3 separate regions of the Mus musculus genome follow, and regions 2 and 3 are each linked to region 1. A link is a contact called in public promoter capture Hi-C data. All regions are on one chromosome and are shown on one strand. Each heading gives the region's core, a stretch centred on a gene start, on an enhancer-like site or on the middle of the called end of the contact. The rest is flanking DNA. Distances are from core to core; before and after follow the strand shown.

What was found. Promoter capture Hi-C pulls out the DNA fragments that hold promoters and counts their contacts. Capture Hi-C pulls out chosen DNA fragments and counts their contacts.
Region 2: a contact with region 1 is called in a promoter capture Hi-C map of hippocampal neurons, with 2.0 times the contacts expected there. The contact joins the enhancer-like site here to the promoter of Dcp1a in region 1. A contact is called at or near these places in 5 of 39 promoter capture datasets (embryonic stem cells, hippocampal neurons, liver and 1 more).
Region 3: a contact with region 1 is called in a promoter capture Hi-C map of pancreatic islet. The contact joins the promoter of Cacna1d here to the promoter of Dcp1a in region 1. A contact is called at or near these places in 12 of 39 promoter capture datasets (3T3-L1-derived adipocytes, cranial neural crest, embryonic stem cells and 7 more), 23 of 484 Hi-C or Micro-C datasets (B cells, the BV-2 cell line, Th1 cells and 13 more), 12 of 115 datasets of contacts at active chromatin or transcription factors (the SCID.adh cell line, bone marrow-derived dendritic cells, bone marrow-derived macrophages and 5 more) and 5 of 9 other capture datasets (adipose tissue, embryonic stem cells, liver and 2 more).

The regions. Positions count from the first base shown.
Region 1 is chr14:30,478,072-30,481,114 of GRCm38.p6, reverse strand. It overlaps Dcp1a (decapping mRNA 1A), which reads right to left and starts at 1,550. Exons shown (of 10, transcript NM_133761.3): 1 at 1,299-1,550. The coding sequence starts at 1,493. It also overlaps a transcript of Cacna1d not described here.
Region 2 is chr14:30,404,946-30,408,404 of GRCm38.p6, reverse strand. It overlaps a transcript of Cacna1d not described here. Among named protein-coding and RNA genes, the nearest start is that of 4831407H17Rik, 51 kb to the left of the region's middle. Within about 2 kb of position 2,129, at least 70 of the 459 cell types and tissues checked have an H3K27ac peak or open chromatin away from gene starts, as enhancers often do. A contact at or near this core is called in hippocampal neurons, where this site is marked.
Region 3 is chr14:30,351,726-30,355,105 of GRCm38.p6, reverse strand. Cacna1d (calcium channel, voltage-dependent, L type, alpha 1D subunit) reads left to right here and starts at 1,620. Exons shown (of 47, transcript NM_001083616.2): 1 at 1,620-2,181. The coding sequence starts at 2,115.

The sequences.
Region 1 (3,043 bases), core at 301-2,800:
AAAACCAAACCAAAATAAAAAAACAAAACAAACTTAAGCAGTCTATGGAAGTTTATAGAAAAAGAATAGAACTTTCTTCAACCCTGATACCAGGGTTGAACTCAGAGCCTGGGGCTCATGATGCACAGCTGTGCACCATTGAGCTAAATCCCTACCCTTGGGAAATTTTCTTATAAGATCCTTTGTTTCATTTCTGGAGGATTTAGGAATATTTTCACAAGTTACACATTTTGCGGTTACCAAACACAATTTATTATTTTCAGAACTTTGTTAAGAATCATGGATAGAAACCATTCTCTGCCTTAGGCAAATTTGGTAGGGTTTTAAAATAAACAACTGAAAATGTGACTAAGAAATTGTAACTCGGGGTGGGTATATAGCCCAGTGGTAGAGGAACAGTGCCTGCCTGCTATCAGGGGGTCTTGGGTTTGAGTTCCTGTACTACAAGAAATAAACAAGAAAATCGAACATTAGTATTCTTTCTTTTGCTGCAACAGCGTTAACTCGGGTTTTCAGCGCAGGTGTTGAGCTTTAATGTTCTAAAACCGAACCTCTGTATAGCCCAATGAGTGAATGAGGAAAAACGGAGCACAAGAAAAGGGGCCGTGTACACAGGTGCTTCGAGTTGAGGTTAACTAGAATCTGCGAGTAGACAAAGTAACTTCTGCAACTCTATGCCACTCACACAATCCCAAAAGAAGGGAGCCATCAAAGGTCCTAGCACTGGTCTCTTTTTCTTGCAAACGTCTCCAAGGAATCCAGTTCTTACTGAAGTAGCCTTGAAAATTTTCCTCAAATTCCAGAGATACAGAGTAGTTCGACTAAAGCTGGTCTAACTCCTGAAGCTGATTTTTAAAGCTTCAAATCCAAACCATCACATTTAGGTCGGCAGGGAAAGAGGAGCGGACTCTTCCATCAAGTACATGTATCTAAGAGTCCTCAAAGTCTTCAAACACAGGCTTTCACTCACTTGTTAAAATTAACTTGTCTCATATTTTACCAATGCAACCTCAAGCCCCGAGAACCGACCCAAAAAGACTGATCCTGCCTCGTTTCTCTCCTCCATCCGATTTCCCTGCTCTGTCTCTGGTCTACTCCTTCCGCTACATTCTTTCAATTCCGCGTGCCCCGGTCACCTCTTTGGCTCCGGACCCGGTTTTGGGAGAGGTCCCGGCCTCGCCTTTGCGGTCCTGGGCTCCTGCTTCTCTCCCCCACCCCCAATCCTCAGCTGTCTGCGCGGTCCCTTTAAGAGGCGGCAGCGGCCAGGCTGGCCTTGTCCCCGGCCGGGCCTCACTCACCCACTGGTTGGCTTTGGGGCAGAAAGTGTACAGGGCGACCTGGCCCGTGAGGTCTGCGATGCTGGTGATATAGGGGTCGTGTTGTTTCAAGGCCGCCAGACTCATCTCTTGCTCAGCTCGACTCAACAACTCCATCTTGGATCTCAGAGCCGAGCCCCTCCGGCGGGGGCGGACTGTGGAACAGGAAAGTGCCATCCAGGCAAAGTTCCCCCAGCTCAGTCAGCCCTCCACTTCCGCCTACCGGCCCAGCCTTGCCGAGCGTGGTACTTCAGCTAATCTCATCCGCTGCTCCTGTGCGCCAGGAGCCCTGGTTCCGATTTTCTTCGGGCCGCGTCTGCCGGAAGAGACAGGCCCCCGCGCCTGCGCGGTGGAGCCGTGAGCTGATAGTCCGGAGACCTCTCTCACCTGGCGGGGTGTGAACCGGTTCCCTGAATGAACCTGACTCCTGCCGGGGAGGCTGCACCCCAGCGCAGTCCCTAACTCGGGTTCCGGCGCAGAATCGAAATGCTTGCTGCTGAGGACATGAGGTCTCCACGTACCATTTAGAAAACTCAGACCTGGCTGGAGAGATGGCTCAGCGTTTAAGAGCACTGACTGCTCTTCCGAAAGGTCCTGAGTTCAAATCCCAGCAACCACATGGTGGCTCACAACCATCTGTACAGCTACAGTGTACTCATATACATAAAATAAATAAATCTTTAAAAAAAGAAAAAAGAAAACTCAGTCCAAATGAGGAAGGGGAGCTGTCCGTCACTTCTGACCTCAGAGTGCACCTTCACTCTTAACAGTTTGGTAACTTTTGAAAGAAATGTTTCAAAGCAGCCAAACTAGCCTGCCTGGAACTACAATAGACTTGGCCTACCCTCTTTTGCTCGTCTTTTTCCTCATCTGGGTCCCAGATAAATATTTCTATTGTTCTATAGAGACGTCTATTATTTAAAATAGTAAGTAGATCTCTTTTAAAAAGAAAACATTTATTGGGCATTTTAAGGGATCAGGAAGTACTAAGAGGTAAAGCAAAGTGCTCAGGCTGTTTTCATTGAGTTGCTTTAAAAACCATCGTTTCTCTTTATTGAAGACATCTCAGCACAAATGAACATTTTTGAAAGGATAAACTTTACATTTTCTCAAAGTACCCCCACATATTTGTGTTGCTTGTGGTTTTACATACTAATGGAAGGGCAAACTTTACATTCTTGACAGAACCGCGTGTGAAGCAACTACAAAAGCTGGAACAGCCGCCTATCGGTTATTCACCCTTCACTTCTGTACACACTCACTGATCTTATTGAGTGGTTGCCAGCTCCGAGCTTCCAACTCTTTTGGCTCTAGGAGAAACTAAACGCAAGCAAACAGCCCCATGATAGATGTCTCTCTTTGAATTCCAGAGGGTGGCGTCCTTATTGCCATCTGAGCCAGGAAAGGTAGTGAAGGAACCTCACTACCAGTTCCAGCATGGCAGGCAAGGTTCTGGCAGACCTTGCTCTTCTCCCCTTTTCCCTCTGCCTTGCTAAAAACTGTTAGATTTTATTCCTAACACTAGCCACCAAGGTCTAGTCCCTAATTTAGCCACTTCTTTCTCCTGAGGCCGACTACCAAAGTCCAGCTATAAAAGTATTGAAGTCCAGCAATCAAAAGCCCCCTTTAGTTCACCTAATTAATGTGCCCAATTAAAATTAAACACATCCTACTGTGGGGTTTCCCCTTTTACCTTTATTAACTGCCGTTTGCCTGTGGGCCACTTC
Region 2 (3,459 bases), core at 880-3,379, 73 kb after region 1:
TCTAGGGCCACATGCTATGCTCTGAGGAGCCCCTGCAATCATCCTGAGAAGCCCTTTTGTCTCTCCCTGTATAGTTTCTTCTAGAACAGTAGTTCCCAACCTGCTGCAACCCTTTAATATAGTTCCTTACGTTCTGGTTGCCCCCAGCCATAGCACGGTTTGGTTGCTATGTCATAACTGTCTTTTTGCTAGTGCTATGAATTGTGATGTAATTACCCACTCTACAGCTATTTGATAGTGAGACTCCCAAAGAGGTCATGAACTGCAGGCTGAGAAACACTGTTAGTTTATATTGATTCTTCTGTTCTCTTGTTAATACTTCTATTTTGGTGAAAATTAACTCTTCAGTAGTTTTCTGTAAAATTTTATATTAGAGATAAAATTTTAGATTCTGCAATTTTATTATTTTTAGACACTACAATTTAAAAAATAACTTTTAATTTTATTTATCTGGTGTATAATTATACATACACACACATTCAAAGAAAAATGTCATAGTGAAACCCAGCAACTATATGCCAACTAAAAAATTTAAGTAAAACTTTTCTAAATTCTTTCAATCTTGTATACTAAGATAGTATTTTTAGTGTGCAATGGAGGCATTTTTAATACATCTGACATTGTAAAGGGACTTCCAAGCCACTAAAGCTACACCATAGTCATAGCCCCTGGTCTATAGCTGTATCACCTCTGATCCATCCAACAGTCACTGAGGTCATTGTTAAATACTGCAGGAATGATGGTGAGGAGCCTCCAGCCTTCCAGATGAACCACTTCATCTGGGCTCATCCTTAATGTAGAGTCAGATGGGTTGGTGGGCACACTGTGCAGCAAGAAGCACCTCCTGAGCTGCACATGATCTCTGTTGGAGCAGGCTTGGCTACTCTGCTCAGGGCTCGCTGAGGACTCAGCTAGGAAGGACAGAGGAGCTCTCCCACTGACCCGCCGTCAAGACTCCAGTGCACGTGGCCACATTGTTCTCTCCTGCCTGCTGGAGGTCACCAGACACAGAGCTTCCTTTTGTAATTATTGTTTTATGACGTTATTAGGCTGGAAACCAACATCGGTTCCTTCTTTCGTGGGAAGCTACCCGGCCAGTTTTCTGAAATACTATTCCCATTGTAACTTAATGATGTTTCTCACAGTTCTCCACTGGATGCTCTCAGAAGGTTTAAGTCTGTCATGGTGGGGAAGGTGGAGTAGAACATCTTGGCCCATAGCAATGGGATCACGTGGTATAGAACATTCACATTCCAGCAGGCCAGAAAGCGGTGTCAAGTTCCACATATCTTTAATCCAGAAGAGTTTGTGTTGTTCTTGGATTGCTACTTTAAAACTTTATATAATTACTACTGAAAGAGTAAAATATCTTTTATTATTTCTTTGAGATCCTTTAAGACAGACAATTTATTATTATTTTTGTTTTGTTTTTTTGAGACAGGTTTCTCTGTGTAGCCCTGGCTATCCTGGAACTCACTCTGTAGACCAGGCTGGCCTCGAACTCAGAAATCTGCCTGCCTCTGCCTCCCAAGTGCTGGGTTTAAAGGTGTGCACCACCACTGCCTGTTAAGACTATTTTTTGGTATGCATACCAAATAATGAGTCTCCCTATGACGTGTTCATCCACCGACATGTGCCTGCCTCCACTGTACTTTGCTTAGTCACCTTCATGACCTTCCTTTGCCCTCTCCCTGCTCTCACTGGTCCCCCAAATACTTGCCTTTCTACTTTTATGTCACATATGGTTTTATACATACATGTATATGTGAACACTTTCTGGCATCTCCTCCCCTACTTTCTGGCTTTACTTTCTCCCTAAACTATATAATTTATTGTTTGTTGTATTTATTGTTTGTTTTCTTTCACTAGGATGGAAGCTCTGTGAAGAGAGAGATTTCTGTTTTGGTTGTTTTTCAGTCCCATGTACCCAGAACAGCATCCTTCCAAAAGTATGAATTGAATGAATTAGCACGCACGTACGTGTGTGTGTGTGTGTGTGTGTGTGTGTGTGTGTGTGTGCATGTGTGTATGTTTGCAAGACTTGTTTGCTGTCAGCAATCCCCGTGTGTTGGCATCTGTGGGTATTGCTCATCTACCATTCACCGTCTTCAGGAAGGACTTATCTAGTCTCTGCCCAATGTTTCAGGAGCCTGGCTCCCATCACACTGTGGTGGAAGGGGCTAAGGTTATTTTAGTCAATGTGCAGATTTTCATTTATCTCCGCTTAGCTCTGCTTTTTACACTATTCTCTATGCCTTAAGCCACTCTCATCTAGATTCGAACAATTCTGGTTCTGTTTCAGCAGAAATGGTCCATCTGTTCTGCTGGGAAGGGGAACCAGTTTGATCTGGCAAGCATCTCGGGGTTCAGCTGCTGTCGCTGGTCTATTCCTCTCTTCTCTCTCATACTTACATTTCCTGATTCTTCTGGCGTTCTTGGGGACAGTTTCGCTTTCATTCCACAGGCGTCTTCCCTTGTGTGTCTTAGGTTTGACCTTTCACTCTTCTGATAAGTCATTTATCTTTTCTCCGTCTACTTACTGACTTTATGTGAAGTTTCTGTTTCTTCTCTTCCTTGTTTTGGAGGAACTTTTGAGAGGGAAAGAACCATCTGGATATTGAAAATTTCCCTCAAAAGCCATTTTCACCCAGATGTTTCACATCTCCCTTAGCAGCTGATCTAAAACCATTGGTGACCAAATGGAAAACCTTATCAGAGGAAGTGGGCCTTAGGAAAAGGATCCCAGAGCACTGAGTGTTAACAGAACCAGAGGAGGAGCTGAGAAGGGCCCCCTGAGGCCAATGCTTCACTGCACTCAGACCTTTTTTGGCTCTGTAGTTGCCATTTATGACTTTGTCTTTAAAGGCTAACCAAAAACTTGGCAAAAATAAAGATGCAATCATTGTTAAAATGAGAGAAACCAGGAGTGGAGAGGTAGATGGCTTAGTGATTAGCACGCTTGCTGGTCTTTCAGAGTGTGTGAATTCGATTCCCAGCTCCCATCTTGGGAGGGTCACAACCAGTTCCAGAGGATTTGATGAACCCTTTTGGCTTTCTCTGGCACTGTTACATGCATATATATTTGTGCTCATGCACAGACTTGTACAAATAAAAGTAAAAGTTAAAAATTTAAAATAACATAAAGAAATCTTATCAAAAGAAAATCTGCATCTATTAGAATATCATGCAGATATTAAAATCTATTTTGGAGATACTTTTGAAAAGTGAAAGACAAGACAGTGCTTTTCCCAAATAATAAATTTAATTTTAATAAAAAATATCAATATGAACATATACTTTATTGTCCAAAATGAAAACAAACTTAGATAACAACAAAATATTATTATTAAATATAGGACTTATGTGAAAGACAAAACTTTAGCCACTATAGCTTTGCTATGGAGATAAGCCCACCTACAAAATTACCTCTGAGAAATGTAATGATAACCTCACTCTGCG
Region 3 (3,380 bases), core at 371-2,870, 130 kb after region 1:
GTGCACACAGATCAAAATTGGTAACTCCTAGCCTAGACAACTGCGCTTAACAGATGCCTGTTCAGTGTTGGCTGAACTAAATCGGACAATGGGCCAGTGTTAGCAAGGCATTTTCTGTAGAAGTCTCCAGAGGATAAGCTATAGACCTGGAATTCTGATAGTGACACACGTGCTTCCTTGCAAATCTGACCTATCAAAGGATATGTTCTTGCATCCTTTTTGATTTCAGCTAAGCACCAGCACAGGTGAGGTTGCTCAGACCAGCTTTCTTTTACACAGGCCACAGGCTGCTTCCCAATCCTGCCACTCTCCAAAGAGCCAAGTGAAAAAGCAGGCAAGCATGGTTGTTTTCCTCTATCCTAACTAGACACCCCTCTCTCAGGAAGACCCCTGGAGAGTCATTCTTCCCAGGTGGATCCCCCCTGCAACAATCAGAGATGCTCGGTGTGTCCTCTTTGAGCAAGGAGCACCTTCCCAGAAACATTTATTTTCTTAATTCACGCTGAGCCTTTTGCTTTAAAGACACTGTTCTCAAACGTTCTAAAACTCCGTAGGAACAAGCAGATCCGAACAAAGGCAAATAAATCGAATCCTGCAAAGTAACAAAGCAGACGCCTTTTCCCAACAGCCAGCACAAAGCTAAATGAAAAATATCAGTCATCCACTAGATACAGTATTTCCCCCTCCAGACGGAGCTGGGGCCTGTAGACCTCCCCCACTACAAACAGGAGGCCGAGAAGGTACAAAAAAAAGTATTAATTCCTAAACGAGTCATCAATTTGAGCTGCACAGTCTACCTCTCCACACTAGCAGTTTGAAAGACCTTGGCTGTTACTTCTCTGTACCTGTCTCCAAATACACGTGGAGGTGATGGCGAGAGGGAGGGAGCCCACCGCCACGTATGCATAAGGGAGGGAGGACGGGATTCAGGGCTGAGGGCAGATCTCTGAGGACAGTCAGTGCTCCCCAAAGAACAAGCCCCCCATCTCTTTGCACCTCTAAACTGGAAGAAACGGTGTAAGAGCTGGGGGACGCCTGTCCAGTCCAAGCAGAGCCCTCGAACCCTGAGCTTTGATGCTGCAGCAGCAGCGATCGCCTGCGGGCACCTGGGTTCCTGGGGGGAGGGGGGCGGGGCCTCCCCCAGGTGTGAGAGTGCGAAGGCCACCAGAGCCAGCCCAGCGGACCCCAGGGGACCCCAGCAGCCTCCGCTTGGGGACGCCGTGTAGAGGAGCGGCGCATCGGCGCCCCTAGCAGCAGGCACGGGGCCCCACGGGCCTGGCTCGGGGAAGGGGCGCCCGCGCGGCGGCGCCGAGGGGGTTAACCGGGCTGTCGGCGGCCGCAGCGCACTTAACCCTCGGTCAGCCGCGCCAGCCTGGGGGTGGCGGCGTCCGAGTCGCGCGCCGTGGAGTCCGGGGGGCGCGTGGGCCGCAGGCGGGCAGCTGGGGCGCGGCGCGGCCGGTGGGAGGCCCGGGCGCGCGGGGGAGGGCGGGGGACGGCGGCGGCGGGCGCGCAGCGTCGCCAGGGCGAAGCCGGCGTGCAGCGCGGCGCGGCGGGCGCGGAGCGGGCGGGCGGGCGGGCGGGCGAGCGCCTCCGTCCCCGGATGTGAGCTCCGGCTGCCCGCGGTCCCGAGCCAGCGGCGGCGCGGGCGGCGGCGGCGGCGGCGGGGCACCGGGCACCGCGGCGGGCGGGCGGACGGGCGGCATGGGGGGCGCGCCGAGCGGCCCGGCAGGCCGGGCGGGCACCACCACGGTGTCCCTCCGCTAGAGGAGGGGACCAAGCCAATTCTCCTTTGCAGTAAAAAAAAATAAAAAAAATAAAAAATTACATGTATATATTACTAAGATAATATATACATCTGATTTTATTTTTTACAAAAAGTTTATTTTGCTCCATTTTTCAAAAAAAAAAGAAGGAGCGTGGGTGGCAGGCGGTTTTTATAAATTATCTTTATTTTTGGTTATTTGTCTCTGTCCTTCCCCACCCCCTGCTGAAGCGAAAATAAGGGCAGGGACCGCGGCTCCTACCTATCCGTAACCTCCCATATCCGTTCCTCCCCCTCCCTAACCCTGAGCATAGTGCCCTGCACACAGTAGGCGCTCAATAAATGTTCGTGGATGATGATGATGATGATGATGAAAAAAATGCAACATCAACGGCAGCACCAAGAGGACCATGCGAACGGTGAGCAGCCTGAGCTTGGGTACCCGCTGCCAAACCTCATCCTATCATGATCCTACTCTTCCCACCCCCAACCCCCCATCTCCGATGCGTTGGGTGGGTTGAGGGGGTTGGAAATGATGCTTTTGGCTTGGTGTCATCTACATAGAAAGGGGTGATGCGCGGCAGCTACTCCGTTCTCCTCTTCAGGCCGTGAATGTCAGTTAATTCTGCATTTGCTGGGGTGGGGGCGGCCATTTGGGTGTGTGTGGAGTACTGTGGAGCCAAGGGGCAAGAGTGAGGTGATCCGGGTTCAGTGTGCTCGGGCTCAACTTTCCTCTTTCATCGCCCCTGAGCGATGGAAGAGGAGGTGTTAGTCTTCAGCCTGAACCCTTTTTCCAGCCTCCCCCTATCTCCCGCGCCTCTGGTTGACTAAGAAGAAGGTCCTTAGTAGCATCAGGAAAATTCTAGGACTGTTCCAGGTTTACCCCTTGGGTCGCTTGGTCCCATCATCTCATGGGAGAAGCCCCGGGTCTTGGGATCTGAGGGAACAGGGTCGGGTGGAGCGTGTATTCCCGCTCCCTGTGCCTCCTGTGCACACGTCGGTAACCTAGCAATGCCCAGAGAGTTGCTGCCGCTGTGGGGCTCTGCAACTCACCACGTGCAGTTTCCACACCAGCGGGGGCCGGGTCTAAGAAGGCTGGGGTGCTTTTGGCCAGGTTCCCTTCATGGAGGTCGTTAGCATTTCCCAGCCCTGGTTTTCTTGAAGCCTTTTCCGGTGAGCGCTTCTCAAAGGAACCGCTTGGCAAAACTAGTCCCTGATCTCAGATTGAGTGCCACCTGCCTGCTTTGCTCTGTCCCAGGCTTAAGGACAGTAGGGCAGGAGACCTGTGCTTGCTTTGACTCTTTACTTAGTGATAATTGGTTTTGCAAACGCCCGATTTCCAACCTCTGACACCACTCTCACTTTGACATCTGCTTCAGCAGAGGTGATGGTGGCCCAATGTCCATCTTCCAAGGAATGACCAGACCCACAGTGAGGCGAGCTCTATACATGAAGGGACACCCTCCATCCCATGCCCTCCCCTTCCCCCCTCCCCCGCCCGCTTTTGAGTATTTTGCCCTGGGAGTACCTGGATGCTACTCTACACTGAGATAATTATTGCATAGGCCTTGAGGTTCCCTGACATAATGCACCCTGACTCTTAGGGTGCAGGCCGATT